Regions from separate parts of the Mus musculus genome. Here regions 1, 2 and 4 are each linked to region 3. The links are chromatin contacts, called in public HiChIP or PLAC-seq and Micro-C maps. All regions are on one chromosome and are shown on one strand. The core of a region is the stretch at or near the end of the contact, and the rest is flanking DNA. Distances in the headings are between cores, read along the strand shown.

Region 1 (7,881 bases), core at 531-3,030, 620 kb after region 3:
CATTTTGCTCCACTGTAGTCTGGTGTGTGACTGGTGTATGTTCTTGGAGATTAGAAGAGGCCATTGAAATTGGAAGTTCAGAGGTTGTGAGCCATTAGGTGGGTGTTGGGAATCCCTCCCCAATCCTGTGCAAGAATACATGCTCTTAACCACTGAGCCATCATTTAAACCTAGGGGAAAAATACTTAGCCGTAAAAGTACTTCCTGCCTTTTAGTTAGATTCATGAACATACTTTTGGAGCTTCATGAAACTTGGGAAATTTGGCAGGTAAGGACCCAGCATGTGTGAGTATAAGCAAATACTTTTCAATTGGTGAACAAACAAACAAATGTGTAACTACCCATCTGCAAGATCATTTGTCTGTCTCATGATTCATTTGTGAGGGGCCATCCAAGACTAAACACTAAGAGCTTCTCTAGGGGATGGTGACATGGAACAAAAGCCCCTTCAGGGGATTGGTATGAAGAAAATCTTATTGCTAAGGCTTGAGATTGTAAGAATGGAGGAAGGGGACGACAGACATTCATAGCTGGCACAAGCAAGGTGGAGGGTCGAGACACACATGATGCTCAGGGATGCTGACCACAGCCTCTTTAGCTGTACACTGACCAGTTTCAGTAGTAACATCCACCCCATTGTGACCTTGATAATGAATATCCTGAACCACCAGCATGAGCATCACTAAGGAGTCTTTCTTGAGCTTGAAGACAGCTGATACCACTCTAGACTGGATCACAATCAATTCAACTCCTTTTCTCTCTCTCCCTGAGACAGGTTTTCTCTGTGTGGCCACACTACTATCCTGTAATGAGCTCTGAAGACCAGGCTGGCCAAGCACTCAGAGATTTGCTTCTTCTGCCTCTGGAGTGGTGGGATTAAAAGCGAGCACCACAGCCAGGCTCACAATCAACTCTTAGCAATATCTCCAGCTGATTTGTGTTCATGTTTGCACGGAGAGTGCTCCACTACAACAGACATATGCCTCCTGGGGTCGTTCAGGGTTTTTGCTGTGTAGATCATGCTGGCCCAGTCCTCTTACCACAGCCTCCAGACTGCTGGCTTACAGGAATGTGTCACCATATGCTGCGTTAATGTTTCTTATGTGTGGGATCATACAGTGTATAATTTTGTCAAGACTTGCTACTTTGACACAGCATGGATTTTGAATCTCATCCAAGTTCTGGCACTTGCCATTAGTTAATTTTCATCACTGCTGAATTCAAACTTTTAAGGGGATAAAAGAAAGCAACCACACTACCATTTACTATGTAATTACAACCTTCAACTTGCCCTAAGATACAAGTCAAAAATACATCATCTGGTTTGTAGACAATTCAAACAATACACTTCGGTGTGCCTTGGGGAGCCGTAGAAGGTCATACTTTAGTTTGTCAAATGAACATTACCAGAGCATCTCAAAAGCACCTCCTAGCCTCATTTCATATCTTTATTTCTAATTAAACCAGTTGGCAATACGAGGTGCTACTGATTGTTTCTTTCCGCCTACCCTTCTCACTTAGCGGACCAAGGGCTCCATAACGCGCATGCTCCTTTCAAGCCATCCCCTGATTCTCTCCAACAACCTCCTGGGCACTGGCACCTTCTTTCTAGCAGGCGGAAGCGGAGCCCTCAGCTTCGCCCTGGCACCTGCTTCCTCTTGTCCAATCCCACTGGACATTGTTCTGGCCCCGCCCACCTACGATCGCCTTGAGCCCCGCCTGCTTCGGCGGGAGCGCTCCCCCTCCCGGCCGGGGTCGACTGCGCCTGCGCAATGCGGCTGATGGGCGGAGCAAGGACGCGAGGGGTGGGGGCGGCCGCGAGGGCTCCGAGCCCGGGCTGCTCGGAGCTCGCAGTCCTCCGGGCGGGTCTGAGGTAGTGGGGCTCCGTCATCTCTTCCGCCGCCCTCGAAAGTAAACTTTGCCACTCCACCCGCGGGGTCCCCAGTTCTCGCCGCAGTGCCTCCGGGCGTCGGGGTTCCGCGTCAGGGCCTGTCTGCCTCCCCCGGCGTGGGGCCTTGGGCGCCATGGACGCGTCGGCGCTGGAGCGGGACGCCGTGCAGTTCGCGCGGCTGGCAGTGCAGCGCGACCACGAAGGCCGCTACTCTGAGGCGGTGTTTTACTACAAGGTGAGGACAAGCACTCGGCTCCGGCCGCGTCACCCGATCGAGTGTTGGCGGAACCCAAGGCGGAGGGGCGGGGTCCTGCTGGGGCTGTCCGGCTTGTCAGGCCGCAGATGCCCGCCGCTTTGCTGCTTGTGGCGGCCGAGGTGGGATGGGGAGTGAACACCCTGTTCGCTGTCTGTTGGCCTTGATGCAACCCTTGATGTGAGGCCAACCTTGGGTAATCCGTCAGAATATGCTAATAGTGCACGTTCCAGGTAGAAAGAAAAAGTAAATTAGGAAAAAAATTCATCGTACTCTAGCATTCGATGTATGTCTCCATGATTGTTTTTCTGAGTGTATGTGTGTATACACGCCTTCTTACCCCCAAACTTGAATCATATCGTTTGTACTATTTTGACATCTCACTTCTGCATTGTACCTAGATAACCTTTGGTTGCTTGCATGTGCTACGTTTACAGCATGTTCTGTATTTGGTTGTGGCTTTCCAGCATTGAAGTAGTGCAGTTAAAATCCTTAGAGCTTTTTTTTAAAAAAAATGTGATACTTGTTTTGGATGATGGGGAGCACAGTTGCTTGTCAAAGGGTATGCACTTCCGCAGTTCATCCTGTGTTCTCCAGTCCTGAAGGTTTGCAAACACACCCCTCCAGTTGTATCGTCATGATATGGGCATCTTTTCCTTGATTATACGGAAGTAGTAAAAATTTCCCCCTTATGCTTACGTGTTATCAGTAAAGCGTGGTTTGCTTTCTGCTAATATTTTACTATTTTTATTTTAAAACCTACCTTATATTTAGACACTTTTGTTTTAGGATCATTCGTTTTAAGTTTCTTAATTTTGATTTTACAATCCTACCTCCCTACCACACCCGAGTGTGTGTGTATGTGTGTGTGTGTATCTGTCTGTGTTGTGTCTGTGTCGGTGTCTCCCTGCCCTGTCGCCCTCGTTCTCGGGGTTCTTGCTATATAGTGGAAGCTATTTTTAAATTTGTCTTCCCCTTACCTTAGCCTTCCCATTGCTGAGATTTACAGGAATGTGCCACCATGCCTGACTACCAGGTGATAGTTCTTTAAAAGAAAATTCTGCTGTAGTTTTGTGAAACAACTTCAGCAAATTCTAAGTCAGCAAACTACTACCATATAGCCTAGTGTGGTGGCACCTACTAATTTGCTTTTAAACCCTCCCACCCCCAGTACAGTGAGGTAAGAGGATCACTGAATTCAACCTGGCTTAGGCTACATTGTAAGACTTTCTCAATGTAAATAGCCTTTTCTAAAACTAAAGATACTATGTAACTTTTTTTTTTTCCTTTTAGAAGTTGTCATTTAGGAATTAAAATTCATCCTTTAGAAAGTTAAAAAAGAAAGTGAGGAGGGCTACGATCTTCATCACTGTGTAAAACCAGGAGTCAGAAGGACCAGCCAGCTTAGGACATATGAGGCCCTGTTAGGAGGAGAGAGAGACAGAATGAGAGTGGGGTGGGGTGGGGTGGGGGGGCGATCAAGCAAGCGCACTAGAGCAAGAGCTATTTACCTACTGTAATCCTAGCACTTTCGAGGTAGAGGCAGGTGGATCTCCATAAATTTAAGGCTAGCTTGGTCTACTTTTCAGTTTCCAAGCCAGCCAGGGTTACATACTGAAACCCTGTCTTTATTTTTTGCCCCTTATTCTATTTTCACTTTTGAATATGAAATGAGTAAAATAAAGTTGGTAACAATTTGACTTTTTAAACAATCGAGGTGGGGGGCTAGAGAGATGGTTCAGTGGTTAAGAGAACTAGCTGCTCTTCCACAGGCCCTGAGTTCAATTCCCAGCAACCACATGGTGGCTCACAACCATCTATAATGGGATCCGATGCCCTCTTCTGGTGTGTCTGACTGAAGACAGCTACAGTGTATTCATATACATAAAATAAATAAAATTTTATTTAAAAAAAGCAAGGTGATTATTTGAAAACCAGTACTTACCTGTGAGGGGTAAAATATACTCTGAACTAATATTTAATTTACATATATGAAGTTCAACTATTGAGATATAATGTATTTTATTGATTACGGGTCATGTAAGATTAGGAATTTAATGTTTAATGTTTATATGGAAAGTCATTGTTTTCTCCTTGAAATACCTGCTTTATGGACCCTAAAGAACTCATCCTTTCTACCCCACCTGGCGTTGTGGTTGAATTTCTCATGGGTCTAAACTGCATTTACTGATTTTGTAGGACTCAGTTAAACAACTTCTGTTCAAAAGCTGGCTTGCAAAGTGATGCTCAGTGGTAGCTGCTGTGGAGACAGCATGAGGCCTGTGAGGTAGCACACAGCTCCTGCAGAGAGGGGCTGGCACTAGCAGGAATCTCTGTCTGCTCTTGCTAGATGGATAGCATTGTTAATCTTAGAACAGTAGTGGGGAAAATGGAAGCTCTTCCTCACTAACCATAGCCCAGTTGGCTATGGAAGTTATGGGTTGCTAGAAGGTGAATCAGGTTTTCTTAATTCAGTTTGTCTCATAAAACTGAAATCTATTTTAATGTGTTCTACCCTAATATTTTAATTCTAATTTGAGACTTTTTACCTTTACATTTTCTTGTGATTTTTTTTTTCAAGTTGATATTTTGTTTTTGTTTTGTTTTGTTTTGTTTAATGATTTGGTTCTGGTGGACCTGGATATTGAAACTAGGGCCTTGTACATGCATGCTGGGCAACTGTTGTGCCAGAGCTAAGGCTCAGGTCCTGTTTTAATGCTTTTAAGACCCAGTATGCCCTTTCAAAGTATATAACTTACATCTGCTTTATGCATAAGGAGACAGAAAATATGTAAATCACGGCTACTCTGAAGAAGTGTTTAATAACTGGGTTCTCAGATTTTTTAACCGAATATAAAAATTAAGGATATTGAAAGTGGAAGAAAAGATATTAGAGGATTTTATAACTTATTTGCTGTATGAAAAATATCTTGAAGATGTTTTTGTTTTGTTATCATGAAATGAATAGAAAATTAGTAGTAATTAAAATTCATATTGTGGATTCTTTGAGTTATATTATTATTATCTTTTAAGGAAGCTGCCCAAGCTTTAATTTATGCTGAGATGGCAGGATCCAGCCTAGAAAGGATCCAAGAGAAGATCAATGAGTATCTGGAAAGAGTGCAAGCCCTTCACTCTGCAGGTCAGTCACAGCCTCCACCTGCCCTCTCCTGCCCACCACACCTACTCCATGCTTCCCCTGTCTCTCTGCCTTGGATCTTGACACGCACTCTCTGCTCACTGAGAAGACTCTCTTAAAGAAATTTACAACATCAAGATGTGGAAATGAATTTATAGATCTATTAGAAGAATGTTAGAGGTAATAGAGTTAGTTTTCTCTAGCTTCAGAGATAGTAGATGCTCTACATTGAATTTATCACTTGCAAAGTTAGGATGGGGACACTGTCGGAGCCTGCTTTTAAAGTATCAGACACATGACCTATTCTGACCCTAAAGTTAAGTCACTAATTGTCTTTTTTTTTTTTTTTTTAATGAACAGCGCAGCATGTGCCACAAGAGAAGTATACATAAGCTGAGTGATCAGTTTTGTTAGAGGAAAAGGGTTAGTGTTAAAATCTGCTGTTTGTGTGGGTGGAAAAGAAAAATAATGCTAACATTTGGCTTAGAAATATATTCACCCCTTTAGGATGATTTTTAGACCCCTCCCCCTTTTTTTTTCCTTTGCTGGATAATTCACGGAGGAGTGCTCAGGGTATTTGTACTCTAAATGAATTTTGTTACTGCCTGCCACTTGTTCTGAGTGGAGTGAGCAGTTACAAGCACGTAGTTAGGATAAAGTCTATGTGAACTACTTCTGATTCCTGTTACAGTGATGTCCAGAAGTTGCATGAGTTGTAGGAATTGTCTGTGCATTGCACTTGGCTTGGTAGAAAGCTATGGCCGTCCCTGCATTCAGAACATCTTGTTGGGGACTCTGAAAGGAGCTCAGTGGGAGCACTTACTTAGCATACTTGAGGTTATGTTATGGGTTTCCTTCTCAACATGGGGGACAGGGTACACAGGACCCAACATGATTAAAAAGAATTTAATTTTCCAGCCAAGTAAATGAAGTTCTTAAGTGTAATGCTTTGTTTTATAAGTAATTCACATTACTTCATATACTATTTTCCCAGGAAATTATTTTTAAAGTTTAGAAGGTAGTTTTTGGGACTATTTCCATGACTTCTTTGTCCTTCTTTCCTTTCTTTCTTTCTGTCTTTCTATCTTTCTCTCTCTCCCTCTCCTCTCTCTTTCTTTCCTTTTTTTTTTTTTTTTTTTTGAGACAGGGTTTCTCTGTGTAGCCCTGACTGTCCTGGAACTCACTCTGTACACCAGGCTGGCCTCAAACTCAGAAATCGGCCTGCCTCTGCCTCCCAAGTGCTGGGATTAAAGGCGTGCGCCACCACCGCCCAGCTTCTTTGTCCTTTCTGTAGATGTTTTCCTCTATTTAAACAATCAACTGAATGACTGTTTGGGCTAGATGGTAAGTAAGAAGGTAGTAGAAGAGCCCTTAGGAGGGCAGAAGTTAAATGCAGAAACCGAACAATAGAAACACTGCAGTGTTGTAGATTAAGCCAAATGTTAACACAGACTTCTCTAGAAGGAAAAGATTATATGCTGATTCTAGCTTAGGAGTGGGAACTGGTAACTAAAGGGAATTTCCATCTTTTCTGTCTTATGTATACACAGTCATGTCCAAGCAGTGTTCTCTAAATCCTTAAAGGTCTTCCAATTGTGAAAAATACAAAATTATTTTTTTCGCTAGAGAATTAGGAAACATTTCCTTACTTTGTATTAAATACAGCAGAACTTTAAAAATTGCCTTTGAACTGGTGTGATGGTAGAGCCTGCAGCCCAGTACTTAGGAGGCTAAAGCAGAAGGAGCACTTGACTCTATGAATCTGAGATCAGCTTGAACAACAGCAACAATTCAAAACTAAAACAAATTGTGTTTGACCCTGGAAAGTGAATTCTATTGATACTATCTATATATGTGACTATTTATTACCAAAGAAAAACCACTGCTCTCTTAAAGAATATGCCAGTGAGACGGAATGGGAAAAGTATTTTTAATGTAGACAATATCTTAATCCTTTGAACATTTTCCTTATTTTGTTCTGTAATGTAGTATATATAATCTACAAGAAGTCAGTGGCTTCTGTATTTATTACTTTAAGCCAAAAAGGACTTGCAAATACAAATCTTGTTCAGAGCCTCAATTTTATCTAGGTGTGGTGAGGCATGCTTATAATCCAGGTACTTAGGAGCTTGAGGCTGGAGGATTCTGAGTTTGAAGCTGAATGAGACTCTGTCTCAGAATGCATAGAAGTAGATAGGCAAATAAAAATCGGCTGGGAAGTGGCTTAGTTGGCTTAGTGCTGCCTAAAGGTACAGTACCCTGGGTTTAATTCCTCATTGTATATAAAGTACATGTGGTGGCACAGGCCTGTGATCCTATCGTGCTGGTGGTAGATAAACAGAAGTTCAAGTAGCCGAGCATGGTGGCGCACGCCTTTGATCCCAGCACTCGGGAGGCAGAGGCAGGCAGATTTCTGAGTTCGAGGCCAGCCTGGTCTACAAAGTGAGTTCCAGGACAGCCAGGGCTATACAGAAAAACCCTGTCTCGAAAAACAAACAAACAAAAAAAACCCCAAAAAAACAAAAACAAAAAAACCCCAGAAGTTCAAGGTCATCCTTGGCTGCATAGTAAACTAAGAGGTCAGCCTGGCCTATATGT
Region 2 (7,688 bases), core at 2,342-4,841, 610 kb before region 3:
TTCCCAAACTCTTGGCAGAAGTATGACCTCATTAATGGCTGCACACAAGGAAGACAGATGCACACCAGCAGGGCTGAGTGACTGTGTAACTTCCTTCAGCAGAGATGGAAAGAGGCAGCCAAGTGTAGGCACATTTGTAAAGAGACCAATTCAGAGTTTATTCAAATAGGAACAGAACTCTGGCACGTCCAAAAAGCCTGTGTAGGGAGGGACTGCTCCTGACTATGTTTGTGGGAAGGCCTTCACTGCTTCACACCCGAGCTTACCTATACAGTGCTGGTCTGACGGCTCTAAGGCCACAGAGCACAAACGAGTTTCATTGAACCTTCTCGGTGGGAGCCAGAACTCCTGATGTACTTTCCAGCCTTAGTGGCTTTCACACTCCCAGCTCTGGTTACTCTCTAAGCATTGGCTACAGCAAGCAGGCTGTTGGGTGACATTACGGCCAAGCTAGTCTTGGTCCCACTGAACACCTTGTTTAGCAACAACACACATAGTGAGGTTTCTACTGATGATAGGAAGAGCTCAACAAGGAAGTTCTCTGGTGGGAAAAATACAGTGGGCTGGGCGTGGTGGCACACGCCTTTAATCCCAGCACTCGGGAGGCAGAGGCAGGTGGATTTCTGAGTTCGAGGCCAGCCTGGTCTACAAAGTGAGTTCCAGGACAGCCAGAGCTATACAGAGAAACCCTGTCTTGAAAAGCCATAAAAAAACAAAACAAAAAAACAAAACAAAACAAAACAAAAAAAACCAAAACAGTGGTAAATAGCCCAGGCTTTTATTTGCCAAAGCCCAGAGTGAGTAACAGTTCAAACAGGCAGACAGAAAAGCAGAAACTCAATCAACCAGGCTAATGGCTCTATGGAACACATTCCCTAATTCAGCTTGAGGGAGAGGCAGCAAATGGCAAAAACCAAGAACCTGGAGCAGGGACTTGGCGCATTTTGTGCTGGTTTTTTTACCACGTAAGCCTTGGCCACTGCTCTGCTCAGCCCCAGTGTAGAGGAAACGAAAACCAAACCCACTGACCTACAGTTAGGCAAGAAAACCCTAACTTTTATAAGATTTGAACATATTTGGAAAGGGTGGTTTTGAACGCATTGGCAACATCAGTGCCACAACAGGGCAACTCCCTGTGTTCCTTAATTGGGGTTTTGTCAGTGGAAGCTTTTGTGAGGAGCCCAGTCCCTAGTTGCCCAACATAAAGAACTTGTTTTAGATGCACACACATAAACCTCAAAATACTTCAAAGGCAACTGTAGTAACTTCATTTCCCAGCTTCTCCTCATAAGGAGTTGGCTGTAACAACAGCATCTGAAGGCTTAGCTTCTGGAGGCTCCTAGACCTCTGCTGTGTCTCAGGAAGGAACTCCCCCATGGGGTACTCACAGTCGGGACACAACACACGCAGTGACACCACCTGGTAGGCCATGCACGGGCAGTTCATTCAGATACACCTTTGCTCTGTGCAAATGTAAGCCCGTCCCATTGAAAGAGACACAGAACATCTCCACACAAGTAGACCCAGCATAGCTTGCAAGACCCATTGCAAGAGAGTAGTGAGTTACTATTCAAGGACACAGAAGCCACCATGTAGTCCCAGGAGCAAGGGGACAGTGTCTCCTGCCACCTCACAGGTGCTTTTCTTCTCACTCTGATGTCAGGAAGGGGAGAAGGACGTTCACACAGAGTGCTATATCCATTATTAGTGAACCAAATTCAGAGGATTTTTTTTTTTAAAGAACAAAATGCAATTCCAACTAGAATGTGAAGCCAACATAGCTTCTACATGCACTCAAAGTTAAAGAAAAACTGCAAAAACACGTTGGAATGGCCACAGGTGAAAAAAAAATCCTATAGTTTAAAAAAGTTCAGCTTGATCACAGAAGAAAAAAAAAAAGCTCAAAGCACTTCACGCATCTCTCCTGTGCTTGAAGCACAGGAGGGGCCGAGGTCAGAGGAGCTGGCCGGCCTGTTACCTTTAAAATGATCTCAAAAGCAAAAGTACCCGTGAAGACGTAGTCCGCATAACCTAGTATCTGGAAGGGAGGCAAAGAACGCAACCATTACTGCTGTGGCTGCATAGAGGAGGGTCAAGGAGAAATGTATTACCTTTAACAGGATTTCAACCGTAAAGATGGCTGTGAAGGCATAGTCAAAGTAGCCCAGTATCTGCAAGGCACAACACACAGCAGTCAGCCCAAGGATGCCAGATTCATGCCCAAGAGCAGAACCGCCAGCTTCTGTCCAGAGGCCCTTCTCCAGGCAGGACAACCTGCTGCTCCCATGGGAAGGCTGAGACACTCAGAAGGACCCCTCTCGCCCACCCATAGCTCGTCTTTGCAACCACCAAGGAATGTTGGGGAGCCTGGCTTCCTTTACCCACTTCGGCTGACTGGCTTCCCAGGCTCCTATTGTGACCCAAAGGGACTTGTTTCTGAAAGTCTTGTGTTAATAAACTTCCCTCTGCATGGGCTCCCAGTGGGTTGTAGCACCTGATAAATGAGACTCACACACCTTTGGCAGTTTTGAACTTGAATGAAATGCTCTGCTATCTAGCTGTGCCTCATATTGGTGAAGAAATACAATGTCAGTGAAGGAGTCAAGGGTGCCAACCAAGCACAAGGCCCCGGGGATCTATTCCCAGCACCATATGGCTACTGTTTTTAATTATAAAAAGCATAAGTAAAAATGCTAATTGCATCAAATGAAGTCAGAAAATTTCACGTGTTCCTGTCCACCCCGGACAATGTAATCATCAAGTAATGTCCTGAACCCACCCACATATGCTGGGATGGCTCAGTCTGTGACCATGATTTGTACTTAGTGTCTTCCTCCTGCCACGCTCTGTAAACTCTGCTTTCTTTCAAGGCTGACTCTGGCCTTTCTGGGTCCATGCAAAGACTATACTGACGTAGCATTCCAATTTTTAGTATAGGCTGCTCTATTGGCATTCCTGAAAATGTCACCTATTATCTATAAAATCTTCTGAGCTCCTGACGCAAGGTTCTTGATTTTTTTTAGAGCCACTAAGACTCAGAATCAGGGCAAGTGGGCCAGGAACAAGAAGTCCAACCACCGCAACAAGCTTACTCATAGTGTGCTGAGGACCCCATGACTCTCAACTGGAAAGATATCAGGCAAAACTGCCAGTACACAAGCTTGTCCTGGGTGCTGATCTCATGGATATGTGTGCTGTGGCTTTATTGCATCTGTCTGTCTATCTATCTACCTATTGTCTGTGACACATGCATATGCCACAGTATATGTATAAAGGTCAGAGGACAACTTTTAGCTATCAGTTCTTTTCTTCTACCATCTGAGTCCCGGGAAGTGATCTCAGGTGGCCAGGCATGGTGACAAGTGCCCTTTGCTACTGACCTGTCTTAGCAGCCCATCTATGGTTTTGAAAGAACTGAAGATATTGGTGTTGGAAGGACTGTAGAGACCATTTGGCCTAGGGCAGGGACATCTGCTCAGGCCACAAAGCCAGTCACAGGCAAAGAGGTTGGTGGGTGTAGTCCAGAGTCTGAGGGCTTTGTTATCTCCTTTATAGGAGTCACCGCTGGAGCATGCAATACCTCTCCTCCACAGAAGGGGGAGCTGTGCGTCTCTTCCATGGAAGTAGGGGAGCTCTCCTCAGAGGTAACCCTGTCCCAAACTTCCCATTTCTGCACTACTAGGCAATGCTAGAGCAGCTTTGCCTAACTGTGTATTTTCTAGTCAACTATCAGCCCCCTGCCCCCACCTTTCCCTCATCCTCTCTTCCCACACTGAAAGTACCTGGCAGCCACACTAATGTGGTACCCAGGGGCCAATCCCAGTTCTTAGACTTAAGTACTTTCTTCATGTGGCCTCTACTCCCCTTGTCACTAGAAACTCAGCTATTGCTAAAATGAAACTCTGTAGTGTTATAACAGCAGCACACACCCGAAAGACAAGGAAAACCAAGGAACTGAATACTGGGAAAGAGACGATGACACACTTAACCTGCACTAGCCCCTGCCCTGTGACATCATGATTAGTCTCTAAACACCCTCCTGCCCTGTGCTCCATTTTTATGATGGAGCTCAAGGACAGAGGGGTGTGTGTCCACTCCGTTTAAATGCTAAATGAAGATGGCTTGGGGGATCTCAAATCAAAGCTGAGTCTGTGAGGATGGCCTGAGGCAGGCTCACTGCCTTCATCTTTATAGGGATGCTCCCTGAGCCACTGGGAAATGTCCCTTCCGTATTCTCCTGAGAGCATCCTTTCATCACCAATAGGTTTGCCAGGAACTGGAATGGGGAGCTATAACGTGAAGGCGTGGTTACTGAGACAAAGCCTGGCACTGAGCTGCTGGCATAAGAGGTAGGCTGTGCTTATGCTGCCTCTCCCGGGCAGTACCTCGGCAGCATCAGACACTGCCTTTCAAGATCCAGATGCGATGGCCAACGGGCCCATGGCTGTCTGAACGAGTCTTTGGCCTTTGCTCAGTGCTGAGTTAGATGAACTGCTAGGGAAGAGATCCTGAAGCAAAGACTAATGTAGAAACAAGTATCTTCTAACACAGATACATCAGTGCCAAGCCCTATCCCTGTTTTGCTGTGGATGTCTGTATCTGAGTCAGCTGCTGGGTGGAGACTTTCAGGGGACAACGTGTTCCTATCTGCAAGTATAACATAGTATCATTAATAGTCTCAGATATTGGTGATCTTTTGCAACATATTCATACTCAAAATAGCTCCATTGGGAGACAAAATCAAATCCAACAATAGCAACAAATACACTGACTTCTCCAGCATTAGCTTCCTTTGAATTTTACATTTTTGGGGGAGAAGGGGAATTGGTTTTTAAAGGCTCTGGGCAGCCTGATAGGGAAAATTGAATGAGAAGTGTATCCTTAAGCTATGACGCTGGGTGAATAATCAAAGATGTAACTACCGCCTGTTGCCCCTTTCAACTTGGTCTCACGTCTTCTCCCTGATCTGTGTCTCTCACCAGTGGGGTAGCTGCGCAGCTTTAGGTAAATTCACATAAGAGAGGGCTTTCACTAGCCAAGGTCAGAGTTCCTGAACCTACTCAGGGTGGTTTCAAGTTTATCTCCTCCCCTTAGGACTCTAATGAGCTATCAGTGTGCCTCTAGTAAGGAACGGGAAACCCCATAGTAAGAAGAAAGGAATGAAGAAGTCCCTGAAGACACGAGCAATATTATAGAGGCTTCTTTGTAATCGAGCATCTCCACTCACTTCGTCCAGAGAAAGCAACCCCTGGCACCACACACAGCGAGCACAGGAAGCTCTAGTCCAAGCCTCCCACACTTGGGCCTGCTGTCTGGATGGTGCCTGACACAGGCAGGCTGGGGCTGACCCCCAGGGTGGTCCCACCCTCATCTCCTCTCTCAGAGGCTTACCGTGTTGCGGAATGAGTGGCTACGGATGGGGTCCTCTGCAGCCAGGGCAGCGCTGCTCAGCATGATGAAGACCAGGATAAGGTTGGTGAAGATGTGGTGGTTAATGAGCTTGTGGCAACCCACACGTATCCTGTGGAGAAAAGCACCGCATGGACCAAGGAGCAGACAAGGGCCGGAGCCTGCTGGGGTCCTCCAAGGTGTGAGGCTTTTTCAGGAGAGAACAGGAGGAGGCTGGCCGGCGTCTATGTTGCTCTTGTTTTCCACCCATGGTGAACAATATGGCCCACAATTTGTCCCACGGAGCCTACAGGCAGACTTTGGTGTGAGAAGTTTTGTGCTGGGAGAGCTACAGAGGGCACTGCATCTAGTCTTTGCACATGGGGTTACTATCCCTCCAAAAGATGGGAGCCAGAAGTGGGGATGGAGAGATGGCTCAATGGCTAAGAACACTGGCTGCTCTTTAAGAGGACCTGAGCTCAGTTCCCAGCACCCATACAAGGACTCACAAACCCTCCATAACTCCAGTCCCAGGGGATGCAACGCCCTCTTCTGGCCTCTGTGGGCATTACACACATGTAGTACAGACACATAGATGTAAGCAAAACACTCACAGACATAAAAATAGTTTAAAAATATGAGGCATCTGAGGTTTATGGCTATGGAAGAATGTTAAGGTAACGAATCTACTGAGAAGCAGAGGTAGATTTCAGATCCAAGCATGTCTACCCCTAGTTTTTCCTACCACAGCATGAAGCCTGACTTATGAAAGGAAACTGAGCAAATGAAGTCCCTAGAGTAACTACCTACACAACCAACTACAACCCAGCTACTAACTGGAGGCCTAACTTAGGAAGACACTGCGGTAACAAACAGCTGAGCCTCAGCCAATCACAGGCTGCCAACCAACCAGACCACACTCCAGTAAGGCCCAGTGGTGTTATGGCCAGATGAGCTGCTTCCCCCTCATCCCAGTGTTCTGCCCATGATTCTCTCGCCACACCGCAGCTCCTGGAATGGCTTGCCTTCTGCTCTCGGGGCTGCTCCTCTGTGAATCATTCTGTGCTTCACTAAACGCTGTCCAATTTAATCTTCTCAAGGATATTTTAACACAAAGAGTGGGACACACTCCCATCTTTGTCCACAGGGCAGCTGTTTTACAAATATGACCTGTAATAAGTGAGACTTAGTGATGTCTCCTGCTGTCTGGAAAGTTTGTTATAAATGTCCTATTCTTAGCTCACTTTATGACTTTTATTTATTCTTTGTCTTTCTCACTCTCCCTCCTGTGTGTGTGTGTGTGTGTGTGTGTGTGTGTGTGTGTGTGTGTGTGTGTGTATGCAAAAGACAACTTTTGGGAGTTAGCTCTCTCCTTTCACATGGGCCCATCTGAAAGGATCACACTTAAGCTGCCAAGCTTGGTGGCAAGCACCTTTACCCACTGAGCCGTCTCAGGGGCCCATAAAGGTCACCTTTTTAGTCAATAGCTGATCCACAACAAGCAGTCCTTAGAAGGCAGAGCAAAACTTGCCTTGTCATTTGCTTACGTGTGAGGATCTCATTGTGTCACATGGTAGGTTTCTTACTGAATCCTGCAACCCTGGGAATCGAGAAGGACCGCCGTGCCTTTCAACCAGATCCAATTCTTTCTCAACAGCTCTCGGGGCCTATCAGAACCTCTCCTGCTCCACTGAGGTCCCACAGGGCTGGGTTACAACCTCCTCCCTCTCGATATTCAGATTTACAGCGTTTTCTTTGGTCAGCTGCTGCTGTGGCGTGGACTAAAGAACATGGATGGGCTTTGCCCTTGGACAAGTAACTTTTCATTTCCAAAACTAAGAATCACTTTATATGATGGTGGCCCCTCAGTGCAGGTCTCCCATTGTGGCTGCTCTGTGCTGTGCACTTCCTGAAAGACTTGCGCACTGCCAAAGCTAGGCCTGGGGGCAGGGATGCTCCTGACTTCTGGGAAAATGGACCCATTCCTCCCACACACATAAACATGCAATGAACTGCAGGCATCAGTAACAGTTCACAGCCGCCATTTTGGGTTTTGTTTGCTTGTTTGTTTGTTTGTTTGTTTTAAGGATGTTCAGTGAGGAACTATACAAAAATCATCGGTGTGGGCCAGATCAGTCAGCAGGTAAAGATTTGTATGAAGCCTGACAATTCCAGAATCAATAACCAAATCCATAAAGTGGCTTCTAGCCCCTCGATGCACGGTGGCACATGTGTCCTCCTGTCATCTGCACAGAACACCGACATATTAATCTTGTAAAAGATCATGAAACTGTCACGTT
Region 3 (7,673 bases), core at 343-2,842:
GAAAAGTTGTCCCTCAGTGTTTAGGAATGTGCATTCAATTCCTTACACTCTTCCTTGCTGGTGAAAGAACTGGGGCAAGAGAGGGCCATTCACAGCTTTCTACCTAAAAACTTTCCCATTCCTAGAAACTCAGCTCATCTGTGGACCGCATGGATGTGTTAGCAGACAACTGCAATGTAATAAAATACACAAGCAGGAACTATATACCTTAAAAACGACCATGCAAACAAAAAATGTTAGTCATAGTAGCAAATAAATGAAAATGTGTGCTTGCAAGCATGTATCTATGAAGAAGGGTTTTTTTGTTTGTTTGTTTGTTTGTTTTTTGTTTTTGGCCGGGGCGGGGGGGGTGTTGGGAGGGGGTGGGTGGGAGCTCAAATTGTGTAGCAATAATTGAATATCCTTTTATATTCTTCTTTATTTTTTTTTCTTGTTACTTTGTCTTTTCAATGGTGCTTACACTTACAAAAAGAAAAAAATCATCTGGCGTTTGTAATGTGCATATTTCCCAAGGTTGCCCAAAAACATGAGAAAGATGCTAATGGGAGCATCCCAAGACCTTCGTGTGTGTGTGTGTGTGTGTGTGTGTGTGTGTGTGTGTGTGTGTGTGTGTCTCGCCTCCTCTTCTCTAAAAGAAAGGAGTCTTCCTTGAGTAGGAGCCCCTGACTGAGGCCATCTTAGGCTGGAGAGTCTGGTCTCATTGGCACTCCGGGATCCCACAGGCGCTGGGATTTTCTTCTGAGGGAACTTTCTGGAGCAGGTGGGTGTGCTTCCTATTGACACCTGTGCTCGCTGAAGAAGGGTTGAGTAGCCGAACGTAACTGCCTGTGGGCACCTTCCGATTCGAGGCTGATTCACAGCATTTTTGAGCTTCTCCTGAAGCTCTTAGGTCAACCTGTGCCCCTTTGCGGCAGGACAACTCATTTACTGAGCCTGGACATGAGGTACGTAGAGGCGTTCGAGTCGGACTCGGTAGACGAGCACTAGAGTGCCCTGCTAGATCTCAAAGAACGTGTAGGATTCCCGACGTGGTCCGGCGGGCGGGCGCAGCTCCCTCGGCCACGGTATGCGCCCCTTGGGGACCTGCAGAACTGCTGCCTCTCTGCTAATACCATCTTGCTCGAGGTGGTCACGTGCGGGCTACAGTGGCGCGCTTCGCCAGGGACGGATGGATCAGGGACTTCGCGGGGTCCCGAGCCGCTCTGTCCAGAAGCCCGAGGTGAGGTCTTTCTTTCCAGAATCCCAAGCAAGGCCAGGACGCGCCTCCGGAGCCCGAGGACGCCGTCTCCAAGCCGTTCTCCGTCCATGGCGCCGTCGGGGATCAGAGGCTCACGCCGCGACGCCCAGCGCCACGGCCTCGCGGGTGTCTTTCGGCGAGGTGCGGACAGGGGGACGCGAGCAAAGCGGCGGGTTATGGACCCGGGCCCGCGGACGCGTCGTCTCCCGTGCAGCTCCAGCTCCGCGAGCCGGTGGGCTTGGGGAGGCCGGGTCGGGAGTGCCACGCGCGCGAAGCGAGGGGCGCGGGTTGCCGGGAGGGAGGACCGCGGAGCTGGGGGAGGGAGTGGGGGGGCCGCGGGCGCATGCGCCTTGCGTCCGTGCCATATTGGAATGAGTCGGAGCGCGGAGCGCCGCCGCCGCCGCCTCCGCCGGAGCGCGGGTGCAGGGGGGCGGGGAGAGCTGCCGGCCGCCCCGCTCTGCCGGGCTCAGCAGGAAGGAGGGCGCGAGCAGCGCGAGCGGAAAAGGCGCCCCGCGCGGGCGAGCGCCAAGAAGGAAAGAAAGAAAACCGAGCGAGCGGGCGGGCGTGCGAGCGAGCGGGGAGAGCGAGCAAGCGCGCGCGCGAAAACTCCCGTCAGGTAAAAAAAGCGGGGCGGCCGGCTGGGCCTTCCCGCGCGGCGGCCTGAGGGGTGGTGCGGCGCCCTCCCAAAGAGGCCCAGCAACTTTGCCAGCGGGAAGCGCCGGGAGCCAGCGGGCAGCGAGCGCGCGATCTGAGGCGCCAACGGGCGGCGGCGGCGCGTTGGGCGGGGGGGACGACTGGAGTGGGTGGGGGGACGCGGCGCCCGCGCGCGCGGCCTGGCGCGGTCCCGAGGCTCGGCGCGTCGGCCGGCGGGGGCTGCGGGGACGCGCCCGGGCACCTCGCGGACGCGGCGGAGGCCGGCGGCGCCGGGAGAGAGAGAGAGAGAGGGAGAACGGGCGAGCGGCGCGCGTCAGCCCAGCTGGGCGCGAGAGGCCAAAGTGGCCGGGTGGCGGTAGCGGGCTCCCAACTTGCAGGCTCCGGTCCCCTGCCCCCATCGAGCGGCCTCCCGCCGAGCCCCCGCGGACCCGCCCCCCCGGGCTCGCTCCGGGCGGGGCGCGAACCCGCAGCCCGCGCGGCCGCTCAACTTCTCAGGGCCTAGGCGGCGGCGGCAGCGGCAGCAGCAGCAGCGGCGGCGGCGACAGCAAGCGCGGTGGCCGAGTCTGAGCCTCCACCGCAACCGGTGGCTCCGGCCTCTCAGGCGCTTCGCCTGGGGAGGCACCGCCGCCCGACCCCCTGCGCGGATCTGGGGAGCGTCCTGAGGCCGCTCGGCAGGTCCGTGACCGTTTCGTTTTCTGTTCCCAAGTCTTGTTTTGTTCGCTGTAAAGACGCTGGAGGGGCGAGCCCTGTGTCCTGGGAAGCAAGGCCTGCTCTTTGCGGAGCAGAAAAGCCTTGTGAGACTCGGGATAAATTCCCGCGGAAAGGATAGACGTCGTGTTAAGTTTCCCCCCCGAGATGCCAGCTGTTCGCGTGGGGTCTCAAACTAAGCTGTCAAAGCCAGGTCATCTTTAGAGCTTGCGGTGCAGTGGGGTGGGACGCGTCCTGTAGGGCTTTTTTTTTTTTTTTAACTTGGTGGGCGCTCTTCCCCGCGGGTCACTCACAGCAGTTACTGGCCCCAAGTGGTGTGTGTCTTGTGATTGCTGTATTCATCAAAAAGATCTGAAGGAAGTAACATGGAATTAGTCATTATCTGCGTATGGCCTCTCCTGAACCGCGATTTTTAAGATGTCATACTTTATTTCATCTGAAGCAAAATGAATGCTTTGAGCGTGTAACTGTTGTGTCAGCTGTCTAGATGGGGTGGAGGAGGAGGAACGTGTTTTCGTAAGTACACATTGGGGCCTGTTAACTCGCAGCAAATGAACTCTCTTAGGCCACAGGTAGAGTCAGAGTTCAGATTTGTTTGCAGTGTCAGGAACAGCCAGTTGGAACTAGAGGGACCTGAGAGAAGGAGCCAGTTGTGTTATAAGGTTATTACTCAGTTACCATTGGCGAGCCACTTTATCTTTGGGTAGGTGTCTTACCCAGTGTAGTTTTTTGTTTTTTGTTTTTGTTTTTTTTTATCTTCCTTATTATTTGCAAAAGTGGGATAAGTAGATCACCATGCTTTGGGTTCTAAAATTTGGAGACTTCTTAAAATGAGATTTTAAAAAAGTTTTGAAAGGTTCTATCTACATAAAATCACTCACAATATGTGTCTTTTTAAAAATAGATTGGAAAAAACATCTTGTTAGCTAAATCCAGAATAATTCTGTGGACTTTATTTGAACACAGACTTTTAAAGAAGGCATTTCAATATATTTAAGAAGTTACACCTTTCACAGTTTAACAATGAAATCGGGAAAGGACAGTTCGGCCTTGTTTTACATATGCATAAGTCTTGATGGCCATATACACATTAAGATACAGAACAGAGCATTTCCAGCCCTCCCCCCACCAAGGGATTCCTCTAATTGAGTAAACACCTGCCCTTTCCCTAAGGCAACCTCTGGCCTGACTTCTAACTCAACCAATGGATCTTGTCTGAAGCAGGACCCTTTAGAACGTGAAAGGGCAGTATTAACTATTGAAGGATAGCAGGTATCCTTGGAGATGTCATTTTGGTCCTGATGCTGTACTGGTGTAGGGTTCCAGTATCTACAGGGTCTTAAGACTATGACCTTTGGTCTTTGTGGTCAGAAGGACTCCCCCCCCCCCCCAAGACAGGATTTCTCTATATAGCCCTGGCTGTCCTGGAACTCACTCTGTAGACCAGGCTGGCCTCGAACTCAGAAATCCGCCTGCCTCTGTCTCCCGAGTGCTGGGATTAAAGGCATGCGCCACCACACCACTGCCCGGCTTCAGGAGGACATTTTTAACTGAGCAGTTTTTGGTGTGTTAGGATTGTGGTTTCTGGGGGTCTTTATGTTTATAGTCGTTATATTATTATATCATTTCCCATTTTGGGATACAGATTTGTAGAGAGTAGGTTTGAAGGAAGAAATTATGAATTTTTGAACAAGTTAAGAGTTAAAGGTGTCAGATGAATTAATTTTGTTAAGCTTAGAATTTGCAAAGACAATTGAATGAAAATTGATTTTTTTAAAAGTCTAGTGAATTCATAATATGGGTATACTGCTTTAACTACCTTTAAAATGACAGTTTTTTTTTTTTTTAGTTTACTAATATTTTCTTTGTTTGTTTGTTTGTTTTTTGAGACAGGGTTTCTCTGTATAGCTCTGGCTGTCCTGGAACTTACTCTGTAGATCAGGGGCTGGCCTCGAACTCAGAAATCCACCTGCCTCTGCCTCCCAAGTGCTGGGATTAAAGGCATGCGCCACCACACCTGGCTTTCTTTTCTTTTTTTGTCTTTTATTTATCTAATTTTTACACTCCAGATTTTATCTCCCCCCCACCCCTCACTCCAACTGTTCTACATCCCATATGTCCTCCCCACACCCCTGTTTCCAGGAGGATGTCCCCAACCCCCAACCAACCAGACCTCTAAACTCCTAGGGGCCTCCAGTCTCCTGAGGGTTAGGTGCATCTTCTTTGACTGAACCCAGACCTGGCATTCCACTGCTGTATATGTGTTGGGGGCCTCATATAAGCTGGTGTATGCTGCCTGGTTGGTGGTCCAGTGTTTGAGAGATCTTGAAGGTCCAGGTTAATTGAGATGCTGGTCCTCCTCCTCCTTCTTCCAGCCTTTCCCTAATTCAACCACAGGGGTCAGCAGCTTCTGTCCATTGGTTGGGTGCAAATATCTGCATCTGATTCTTTCAGCTGCTTGTTAGGTCTTTCGGAGGACAGTCATGATAGGTCAGAGCTCCATAGCCTCTGTAATAGTGTCAGGCCTTGGGGCCTCCCCTTGAGCTGGATTCCACTTTGGGCCTGTTGCTGGACCTTCTTTTCCTCAGGCTCTTCTACATGTCCATCCCTGCAGTTCTTTCAGACAGGAACAATTATGGGTCAGATTTTTGACTGTGGCATGGCAACCCCCCTTCCTCATTTGATGCCCTGTCTTCCTGTTAGAGGTGGGCTCTATAAGTTCCCTCTTCCTACTGTGGGGCATTTCATCTAAGGTCCCTCCTCCTGAGTTCTGTGAGCCTCTCATCTCCCAGGTCTCTGGTGTGTTCTGGAGGGTTCCCCCAACCTCCTACGTCCGTTGCAAGGTTGCCTGTTTCCATTTTTTTCTGCTGGCCCTGTATGTAGGATGCACACCTGGCTTATCACTTCATTAAAAACTTAACAGTAAAAGCAAGAACAAAATATAAATAAAAGTTGTGTCAGCTGCAGTTTTTTGTAAAGTCCTTTAATTAAAGCCACTGTTTTGTATTAGAACCCTAGCCAAACAGTTGAGTTTTCAATATCAACTGGAATACTGCTGCAGTAACTGGCCAGTGTCTTCCAAATATCTTTGAATGTATCCATGTGCTTTTTGTTTCTACTGCTAAAGAAGACGGTTAGCTTCTAAGTGAATGCTTATCTTGTTAGCTTCTTGCAAACTCCTAGGCTTTTTTTTTTTTTTTTTTTTTTTGGTCTGCAAAGACATCTGTGTGGTAGAAAGTTGGAATGGCTTACTATCCATGTTAGAGACTTATGTAGATCCACAAAAGGTCAGAGGTTTGTTGTTGTTGTTTTGTTTTTTCCTTTCCCTATCTATTCAACATGTTGATGGGCCCACAACTAATTTGAATTTGGTTATTCCATTCAGAGTTTACAGCTTCAAGAACTAATAGAATACACAGTGACCTAGCCACCACCCACGAACTGCTTGAGTTTTCTGAGGTTTTTTTTTTTTCTTTTGAATTCTTTTTTTTTTTTAAGATTTATTTATTATTTTTTATATGTAAGTACACTGTAGCTGTCTTGGGACACACCAGGAGTGGGTGTCAGATGTATTAAGGATGGTGGTAAGCCACCATGTAGTTTTTTTGGAATTTGAACTCAGGACCTTCAGAAGAGCAGTCAGTGCTCTTAACTGCTGAGCCATCTCTCCAGCCCCGCTTTTGAATTCTTAACTTTTCATTGTAAAAACTGCTGAATCTTTGGGATGCAATTGAGGGCATATGTAAAAAACAGAAAATACAAGGGGCTTTTTTCTTTGGGGACCATGTTTTTTCCCTTTAAAAGTGCTTTGCCATGAAGGTGCTCACAAATATACATACAGAGATTTTAAAATAAATGTTAAAAATAAAGCTTTGGGGGCTGGAGAGATGGCTCAGTGGTTAAGACTGCTCTTTCAAAGGTCCTGAGTTCAATTCCCAGCAACCACATGGTGGTTCACAACCATCTGTAAAGAGATCTGATGCCCTCTTCTGGTGTGTCTGGAAACAGCTACAGTGTACTGATATACATAAAAATAAATCTTTAAAAAAATAAAGGGAAGGGATATATTTAAAAAAAAACCAAAAAACTTTTGGCAGCCGGGCATCATGATATAGGTCTGCAGTGCCAGCATTTAGGAAGCAGAAGGATCAGGAATTCAAAGCCGTCCTATGCTACACAGTGAGTTTTAGGCTATCATGCGCTATATGAGACTTTTCCTGGACTCAAAAACCCAAATCCAAACTATACAAAAACAAACCACCACCAAAGTGCAAAAATCCTTGTGTGCCTACACGTTTGTATGGTGACCTTTGTTTCATAGTGATCTAGACTGGGCTCAGCTTTAGAAATGTGGTGTAGTGGAAGATATCATTTGAATTTAATGTCTGTAGAAAAGATGAACAAATCAAACTTCATCGACCTTTTATTATGGCCTTATGTTATAGTCACATTAAATGACATAGTAAATATTATTTATACAGGAATCTGAATGCTAAATATTATATTAAAATTTCTATTTTAAAAATTTAAACAGACTTTATGGCATTATTTGGCTGATAGCTAATATTTTATAGCAATCTCAGTGAGATTTTTAAAAATGTTCCTGGTAAGTACTGCAGATTTGTTCTGGCAGAGTGTTTTCCTTTTCATGAATACAATTTGTATCTAATTTTTATTTTTCTATTTGAAAACAGTTTTTCTTTATATATAGTTGTTAAGCTGGTGGCAGGTGTCTGGGAGTTTTGGTTACTCAAGTTTTCAGCCACTAGACTTTAGGGAGTGGGATTTTGTTAGGCTGCTACTGTATTTCAAGTGATACGAGCCCTACTGGAAAATGATTTACAAACAGAAAAGATGTAGTTAGGTTGTTGAGAATTCATGTTTAAAGTTTTCAAAAGTGAGGGTAAGGAGAATTTAAAAAAAAGTTATTAAAGAAAAAATAGAGACTTTCCTGTAAGTTTTCTGCTGGATGGTGGTGTGTGACTCATTCCTTTAATCCCAGGACTCAGGAGGCAGAGCCAGGACCCTAATTTTGAGGTCACCTTGGTTTACAGATTGAGTTCCAAGGCTACAC
Region 4 (7,177 bases), core at 4,468-6,967, 540 kb after region 3:
CACAGAGATTTGTCTGCCTCTGTCTCCTAGGTGCTGGGATTAAAGGCATTCACCACAATGCTTAGATCAGAATCTCATTTCTTTTAACAAAAGAAAATACTCATACAAATTAAATAAAAATTATGTGAAGTATTTAAAAATAGAAAATTAAACACATGAAAAGCTCAACATCTTTACTCCTCAAACAAGTGCAAATTAAGAGCACAACACAATGTTAGGCTGAAATGAAAAGGATGGACAATACCAAGACTTGGTAAAGAGCTGTCAGCTGGAACTCTCACACATTGCTAATGGCTGTGTGAACTGGTCCAGCAACCTTGGAAAGGTGACTTGGCAGCTTCACATACATGTCTACTCACATGGACCCAGCAATCCCACTCCTGGGCATCTGCCCAAGAGAAGGAGGAATGCATGTCACAGAAAGAGCTGCATGTAAATGTTCTTAGGTTTAGTCACAAAAGTCCACCAAACTGAAACAAATCAAATGTCTGTCTACCAACTGCTGAAAAGAAACTTCAGCATATCAAGCAATTTTTTTTTTGGTGGGGCCGGGAATCATTTCAGCACCATATGTGAGCTAGGCTTAATGGAATCTCTGAGTCCACAGTGGGAAAGAGATTAGAGGAGGCAGGAGAGAGGAGCTGACATGTGTAATTAGGACCCATGGTCAGGTCAGGCTCCTGCAGGCAAACTAGAGAGAGGGAGACAGGCCAAGCAGGAAGGGAGATTTCCTTAAAGGGTGGCAGTAAAGAATTCCAGGAGCAGAGTGAGGAGGACTCGGGGAAAGGGGCTGTAAAGGGGAGGATTCCATAGCAGAGGGATGAAATGCAGAGAAGGAACAGGTGAGCATTAGGACAGTGTCTTAATCTAAGGGCATCCCCAAGGGATCAGTGGACAGGTGTCCCTTGTCCACTTTGATGGGGAGCACAGGATGGTGTAGGGAGGCTTGCCTGGCATACTGGTATGACTTTTATAGCAGGCTCCAGACAGGGTAGGAAGCTCTCGGAGGACATTCAGTTGAGGGAGGAGTAAGTAGAGTAGGTAGAGAAATGGCTGGAGATGTGGACTCCAAAGTCAAATATAGTGGGTAGCAGGAGCCAGACGCTGCAAATGATATACACTCAGTTTGGTTACAAGGGACAGAGCCCCTCTAGGATGGGACCCTATGCCTCCTCCCATGTTTCTGCAGCAGATGTGAGTGAGACCACTGAATGAGAGGGCTATGGGTGCAAAGGAATGCTTATTGGAAATATGAACCTGCTGTGTGACGATTTCCCCTGTGATAGACAGAGAACATGGTAATAAGGACTTAGCTTTTGGTGAAAGGAAGGTGAGTTAAGCCTGGGAACTAGCTAGCATGGGGCTTTGATCTGTTGGAGGCTTGTTTAATAGGGAATCAGATGCCCTTTCTGGAGATAGGTTGCTGGGAGAGGGGTGCAGATAAGAAAATAAAGACTTTTCTTGACAATTAGAAACCCACTTTACCAGGTTTCCAAGTTTTCTGAGGAATGCTGATCTTAAGTAGCAATCCTTCTCTTTAACTGCTCAGAGTCCAGACTGAGCAGGGCCTAACAGAAAGAGTATAAACTATATGGTGTAAGTGGTTAAGAGTGCTGGACCATGTTTGAGTCGTAGTTATCCACATGGCATCTCACAGCTGCCTGTAACTGGACTTCTAGGGGATGCTCGCTTCTGGCCTCTGAGGGCACTGCATACACATGGTGCACAGACATGTACAGGCAAAGTACATAGTCATAAAATAAAAATAAATATTAAGATTGGTTCATTTTATTTTTCAGATTATCTTATTTAAAAAGTGTAAGGACAACCCAAACAAGTGTTTGTCAGAGGGAGGAAGGGAAAGAGAGGCTATGATTGTGAGAAGAGGTTTTGATTGTTCACGCTTTATACCATCAAGATTTTAGACCATACCATTTATTATTTTAAAAATGGATTTTAAAATATTAAAAACAGCTGGGCGTGGAGGTGCACACCTTTAATCCCAGCACTTGGGAGGCAGAGGCAGGCAGATTTCTGAGTTCGAGGACAGCCTGGTCTACAGAGTGAGTTCCAGGACAGCCAGGGCTGCAAAGAGGAACCCTGTCTCGAAAAATCAAAAAAAAAAAAAACAAAACAAAACAAAAAAAAAAACCAAAAAAAACAAAAAACTATATGGAGACAAACACGGCTATAAATTTAAGGCTAAATGCAAAAGCAGTTTGTATAACAAAAGTGGTAACACATTCAAAGCAAAGAGAGTCTTATACTTACAAGACAGAAATAATGGACACAAAGATTGTCTTTCTGAAGAAATTCTCCTAGTTTTTCAGGATCACCAGGTTCTTGAAGGCATAGAAGGCAAACTGAAAGAGTGAACATTAAGAATAAAGGAGTGACTTAAGTTGACCACTAAGAACTAAAAAGTGGGGGGCTGGAGAGATGGCTCAGTGGTTAAGAGCACTGACTGCTGATCCAGAGGACCACATTCAATTCCCAGCACCCACATGGTAGCTGACAACTATCTGCAATTTCAGTTCCAGGGACTCTAACACTCTCACACAAACATATACACAGGCAAAACATCAAAAACAACCTAAGATAGCAAGGAGTCTAGAGGCTCTTTTACTTACAAAGGGGTTTTTATCTAAATAAAATGTTCATAAGTAAACAAATATCCTAAGTTGGAAGCGCATTCACTACACGTAGCCTATCAAACACCAAAGCTCAGCAGCACAGCACATTGCAAATAGTTGTTTCCTATCGTGTTTGTACGGCTGACAAGGAGCTGTGCCACCACCCAGAACTGCAAGAGAGTATCATTAACTTGGGAAAAGATCGAAGTCCAAAATTTGAAGTATGGGTTTCTATTGAATGCATCACAATGTGAAAACAAAACAAAAATTAAAACCCTGTAGTCAGGAAGCATCTTTATTGACAAGAATAAAGGTTAACTCCTAGTGGGTATCAGGCCTTGAGGTAATTTTGGTCGCACTGACAGAGTAGGGTGTGACTAAGTACTTCACACTGTTTTGTTCTCAACTGGCTTTAACTAAATTCTTTCTTGAACCTCAGATACGACATGCTAAAACTTCAGACACCAAATTCTTTGGGACCTTAGAGAATCTGGGAAAGAAGTAGGGTTGGCAACGAAAGAGCACCATGGGAAGGGCCTTCTTTGTTAATGGCTGGAAGCAGGAACTCAACTCCACCTCCACTCTCTTACCAGGACTTGAAGACAGCTTCCTCTGTGTTACCTTCTTAGTCCTGATAGTTTTTCTATAGAAGAGAAAGAACAGCAAAAGTGTTGAGGACCCTGCTGACAAGCCTTCTACTTTTATTTTCTTTTGCCAGCTTCCCAAGTACACTAAAATGTCCCTGAAGTGCACTGTTTTCCAGTGACAGGCACTACTGTTGGCAACTATCATGAGTTTAGTTCAACACAACATTCTAAAAAGGGAGTACTATTTCTTTTTTGTTTGGGCTTTTGAGACAAGGTTTCTCTGTGTAACTACCCTGGCTGTCCTGGAACTCCCTCTATAGACTAGGCTGGCTATATAGCCGGCACTCAGAATTCCGCCTGCCACCTCTGAGATTAACCCTGCTCAGAGGAGTACTAGCTCAGGCACCACTGAGATTTAAATAGTAAAGTTCCACAGCTGCCACTGAGCCACTGGGGACAGCACTGGGAAGAGAGGAGGGCTTCTTGGGGGTGGGGGAAGGGCTCTGATATACGCTTTGTCACTCTCTAACCCTAGCCCAAGAGTATGTTAAAGGAAGCAGAAAATGCAGCGTGTATCAAAGGAATTTCCCCAACTCCTTCAGGTCACCTACTCTACCTCAATCTTGGATGTTTGTTTTTTTCTTTTAAAGTCTTCATTCGTTTCCGTCTGTCCTTCCTATCTAGAATTCTTCTGTGCTATTATGAAGATAATGCAGGCTTTTCCAGCTACAAACATAAACGAAATAGGTTAGCAATTTAATTTTACATTTGGTTATCAAGTTCTACAAGATCAAAGCAACAGTATACTTCTCAACTCATTTGATAAAGGGGTTATAGACAATATTAATGCTAGTGATGGCCAATAGTGATTAAATGGTTCCAAGAACCGTTTAGGCACTTAACAATAGGCACACTAATAACCCTTATTTTCAAGTTGAGGAGACTGAGTTAGAGAGATAAACGTCATGGCCAAGGTCAGAATCAGTGATCCTAGGTGAGATTTAATGATTACAAAAGCTGACATCAACTACGGTGTTATAATTTTATCTCATTGCAGTATCTCATTGGAACCGGGTCGGATAGATGGTTAAGAGCACTGACTGTTCTTCCAGAGGTCCTGAGTTCAATTCTTAGCAATCACATGGTGGCTCCTGTAATGGCATCTGATGCCCTCTTATGGTGTATCTGAGGACAGCTATAGTGTACTCATATACATAAAATAAATCTCTTTTTTTGTTTTGTTTTTCGATACAGGGTTTCTCTGTGTAGCCCTGACTGTCCTGGAACTCACTATAAGACCAGGCTGGCCTCGAACTCAGAAATCCGCCTGCCTCTGCCTCCCAAGTGCTGGGATTAAAGGCGTGCGCCACCACTGCCGGGTTTGGACAGCATTTCTTAAAAGACCTCAGTCAATTAGGTCCCTCCAGAGATATACTATACTTCAGTATCCAGAGCCTCAAGTCAAGGCTGGCGATTCTGAATCTCTTCATGAATGTCAGACTTTTCTAACTGCTAACTGCTTACAAGCCATCAAAACTTCACGCTAGCTTTTCCCAACACAGGAGATGCAGTTGCAGAGCTAACATCAGTTTGTTTTCTTACTAAACGTGGATGGGCTGAGATGGGTTGGAACCTTTCCGTGTCCCCACGGGGATCTACTTTACTTCCTAGTATGTTGGCGCTAAACCCGACTGTGTTAAAATAGAAATAAACCTTGAGATTTCAGTTCTTTGCATCGCTGGGACACGACGTTACTTGAGTAGTAGTCTGTGCACACTGGTAGTTATAAGATGGAATCTTCAAAACAGTTGAGGACGGTCGTGGCAAATGCAAGCTGCTCAGTCCGCGATTTCCTAACCCGGCGGATGCTCGCTCGAAACGCTTACCAAGTTGTATCACTGGATAAAAGTGTTGGGTAAATTAAAAATATATTAACGTGTTCGGTCCCGCCGCCGCAAGAATAAACGATTTATTTGGAAAATACGTCAGTGTGGCCACAACCGTCCCCCAAAGGTAACAGTCAGAAGAGGGCTCAAGGAGCATTCCGCGCATGCCAGGGCTCCCTTGCCGGGCGGCTGTGGCGAGGCCAGGCTGGAGGCTGCTTCCGCTGCTCGCTCTCACGGAAGCTACGGGCCACCGCTTTCAGCCCAGGCTGCCCACCCAGCTGTCGCCGAGGGCGCCGCTGTCCCGGAGCTTTAGTCGTTGACACAAGACGTGGTAACTACTTCACGGGCGGCCGCCCCGCGCGGTGACTGCGCCGTCGAAGGAGGCGAGCGTGCTGAGGGGGGATGGGGTCACGCGGACTGTGGCCAAAACGAGGACCGCTAACGGCCGCGCGCCCGCCCCGCCCTCCGCACGTGCGCGCCCTCGCCTCGACGCGCGCGCGCGTGCATGCCCGCCTCTGTCTCCGCCTCCGCCCCCGCCGTTCGGCCGGCGGAAGACCAGCCCCCGGGTTAGGCTCGTCGTGTGATGATGACGTTGTACGTCCGGCGCGGGCGAGTGACGCGGCGCGGCCCGTTGTCTGTGCGGGGCTGAGAAGCCCTAAGGGCGGTGGGCGCTCCCGGTTGGGGGCGGCGCGGGTTTAGCAGGGCCTGGACATGGCGCTGAGAGGCCGCTCCGCGGGAAGATGAATAAGGGCTGGCTGGAGCTGGAGAGTGACCCAGGTACGGAGGGGCCTCGGCGGGCCGGGGGCTGGGGAGGCCGGATGGGCCCCGGACGCACCTGCATGACAAATCCCTCTTCTTGTCGTCCCACCCAGGCCTCTTCACCCTCCTGGTGGAAGATTTCGGTAAGAACCCCGTTACCCACGACCTTCGGTCCCTGGCTGGTGTGGATGTGGGGGTTGGTCCTTGAGTTCTCGCAGCAGAGCCTGGGACTGCCCTGCCGACCTCTCCTTTCCTGATCGTAGGTGTCAAAGGGGTGCAAGTGGAGGAGATCTATGACCTTCAGAGTAAATGCCAGGGGTGAGTGGCTGGGACGCCCCCTTACCTCCGGAGGGCCGAGAAAGGGCAGGGGAATAGTACCCCATTCAAGGGAGGCAGTACTAGAAAACCTGAGCTATATAAAATATCACATAAGAAAGTGTCACTCTTTGTGGGTGCCCTCTTGGACTTTTCTTTTCTTCTCAGTCTTTCCTCAGTGTTTCTCCTTAGAAAGCTGTAGCCCTCCTTTTAACCCTAAGCACTCGTGGAGTACAGTTGAGCTGCCTTTCTGGTTTTGCAGCCGGAACCCTCCGTTGCATAGTGTTGCACCTTTTTTGTAAGTGTACAGTCCATTAATTACATCACCACATGTGCTGTGCCTTTAATCACCACACAACATTTGTCCTGACCATTAGTGGCGCTCTCCTCTAGTCCCAATGCTTGGGAGGCAGAGGCAGGCAGATCTCTGAGTTTGAGTCCAACCTACGCTACTTAGTGAGACCATGTGTCAACAAAACTGAACACAGTTGTCCTGTATTGATTGGTTAGTGTGAGAAGGCCTTTTTTAGGTACCTAAACTCAGAGTCTTGTTTTGGAAATCTATAGAATAGAGGCATAGAGAACCTAACTGCTTCCAAGGGAAGGAACTGGTTTGGGAGTTCACGCACTATACTCATTTTACTAGGACTGGAGGCCGAGGTCCACCAGTGAGTTGGTACTTAATTCTTCATCAACGTTTTTGTGCCTTTTATTGTGTCCCTACCTTGCTCCATCCTGGGCCAGCAGTTCCAGATTTCCTTCTTCTCTTGCCTAGACCTCATAGACCGAGTGGGGTTTGAGAGCTTCAGGCTCATACTTGACTGCCTGTGATAGGCTTCTGGGGTTTGAGGTCTCAGAGCCATGTTGGATACAGTTTGGTTAAGAGTGAGGGACTCAGTGCAAGAGCATTTCAGTGCAAAGGATTAGGGAGAGAAAGAAGGGGATGCTGATTGTCATCTGCCTCTTGCTTCTCTAGGCCTGTGTATGGATTTATCTT

The links. Hi-C and Micro-C count contacts between places; a contact is called where the count stands out from the background. HiChIP or PLAC-seq counts read pairs in DNA pulled down with a chosen protein or histone mark.
Region 1: a contact with region 3 is called in an H3K4me3 HiChIP or PLAC-seq map of bone marrow-derived macrophages, with 3 times the contacts expected there. The contact joins the promoter of Capn7 here to the promoter of Sfmbt1 in region 3. A contact is called at or near these places in 4 of 39 promoter capture datasets (liver, pre-B cells and stem cell-derived epiblast-like cells), 1 of 484 Hi-C or Micro-C datasets (embryonic stem cells) and 1 of 115 datasets of contacts at active chromatin or transcription factors (bone marrow-derived macrophages).
Region 2: an H3K4me3 HiChIP or PLAC-seq map of bone marrow-derived macrophages shows a contact between it and region 3, with 6 times the contacts expected there. The contact joins the enhancer-like site here to the promoter of Sfmbt1 in region 3. A contact is called at or near these places in 3 of 39 promoter capture datasets (embryonic stem cells, hippocampal neurons and pre-B cells), 2 of 115 datasets of contacts at active chromatin or transcription factors (bone marrow-derived macrophages and large pre-B cells) and 2 of 9 other capture datasets (embryonic stem cells and liver).
Region 4: a contact with region 3 is called in a Micro-C map of embryonic stem cells, with 7 times the contacts expected there. The contact joins the promoter of Bap1 here to the promoter of Sfmbt1 in region 3. A contact is called at or near these places in 5 of 484 Hi-C or Micro-C datasets (embryonic stem cells, muscle stem cells and myocytes), 1 of 115 datasets of contacts at active chromatin or transcription factors (bone marrow-derived macrophages) and 3 of 9 other capture datasets (adipose tissue, liver and pancreatic islet).

Annotation. Positions count from the first base shown.
Region 1 is chr14:31,334,858-31,342,738 of GRCm38.p6, forward strand. Capn7 (calpain 7) reads left to right here and starts at 1,781. Exons shown (of 21, transcript NM_009796.3): 1 at 1,781-2,126; 2 at 5,178-5,286. The coding sequence starts at 2,025.
Region 2 is chr14:30,105,675-30,113,362 of GRCm38.p6, forward strand. It overlaps Cacna1d (calcium channel, voltage-dependent, L type, alpha 1D subunit), which reads right to left. Exons shown (of 47, transcript NM_001083616.2): 20 at 5,392-5,521; 21 at 2,112-2,171. Among named protein-coding and RNA genes, the nearest start is that of Gm52106, 37 kb to the left of the region's middle. Within about 2 kb of position 3,592, at least 6 of the 459 cell types and tissues checked have an H3K27ac peak or open chromatin away from gene starts, as enhancers often do. A contact at or near this core is called in bone marrow-derived macrophages, where this site is marked.
Region 3 is chr14:30,714,023-30,721,695 of GRCm38.p6, forward strand. Sfmbt1 (Scm-like with four mbt domains 1) reads left to right here and starts at 1,593. Exons shown (of 21, transcript NM_001166532.1): 1 at 1,593-1,853.
Region 4 is chr14:31,245,772-31,252,948 of GRCm38.p6, forward strand. It overlaps Bap1 (Brca1 associated protein 1), which reads left to right and starts at 5,718. Exons shown (of 17, transcript NM_027088.2): 1 at 5,718-5,883; 2 at 5,979-6,008; 3 at 6,129-6,183; 4 at 7,157-7,177. The coding sequence starts at 5,847. It overlaps Phf7 (PHD finger protein 7), which reads right to left and starts at 5,544. Exons shown (of 11, transcript NM_027949.2): 1 at 4,934-5,544; 2 at 3,837-3,946; 3 at 3,224-3,276; 4 at 2,272-2,363. The coding sequence starts at 3,877.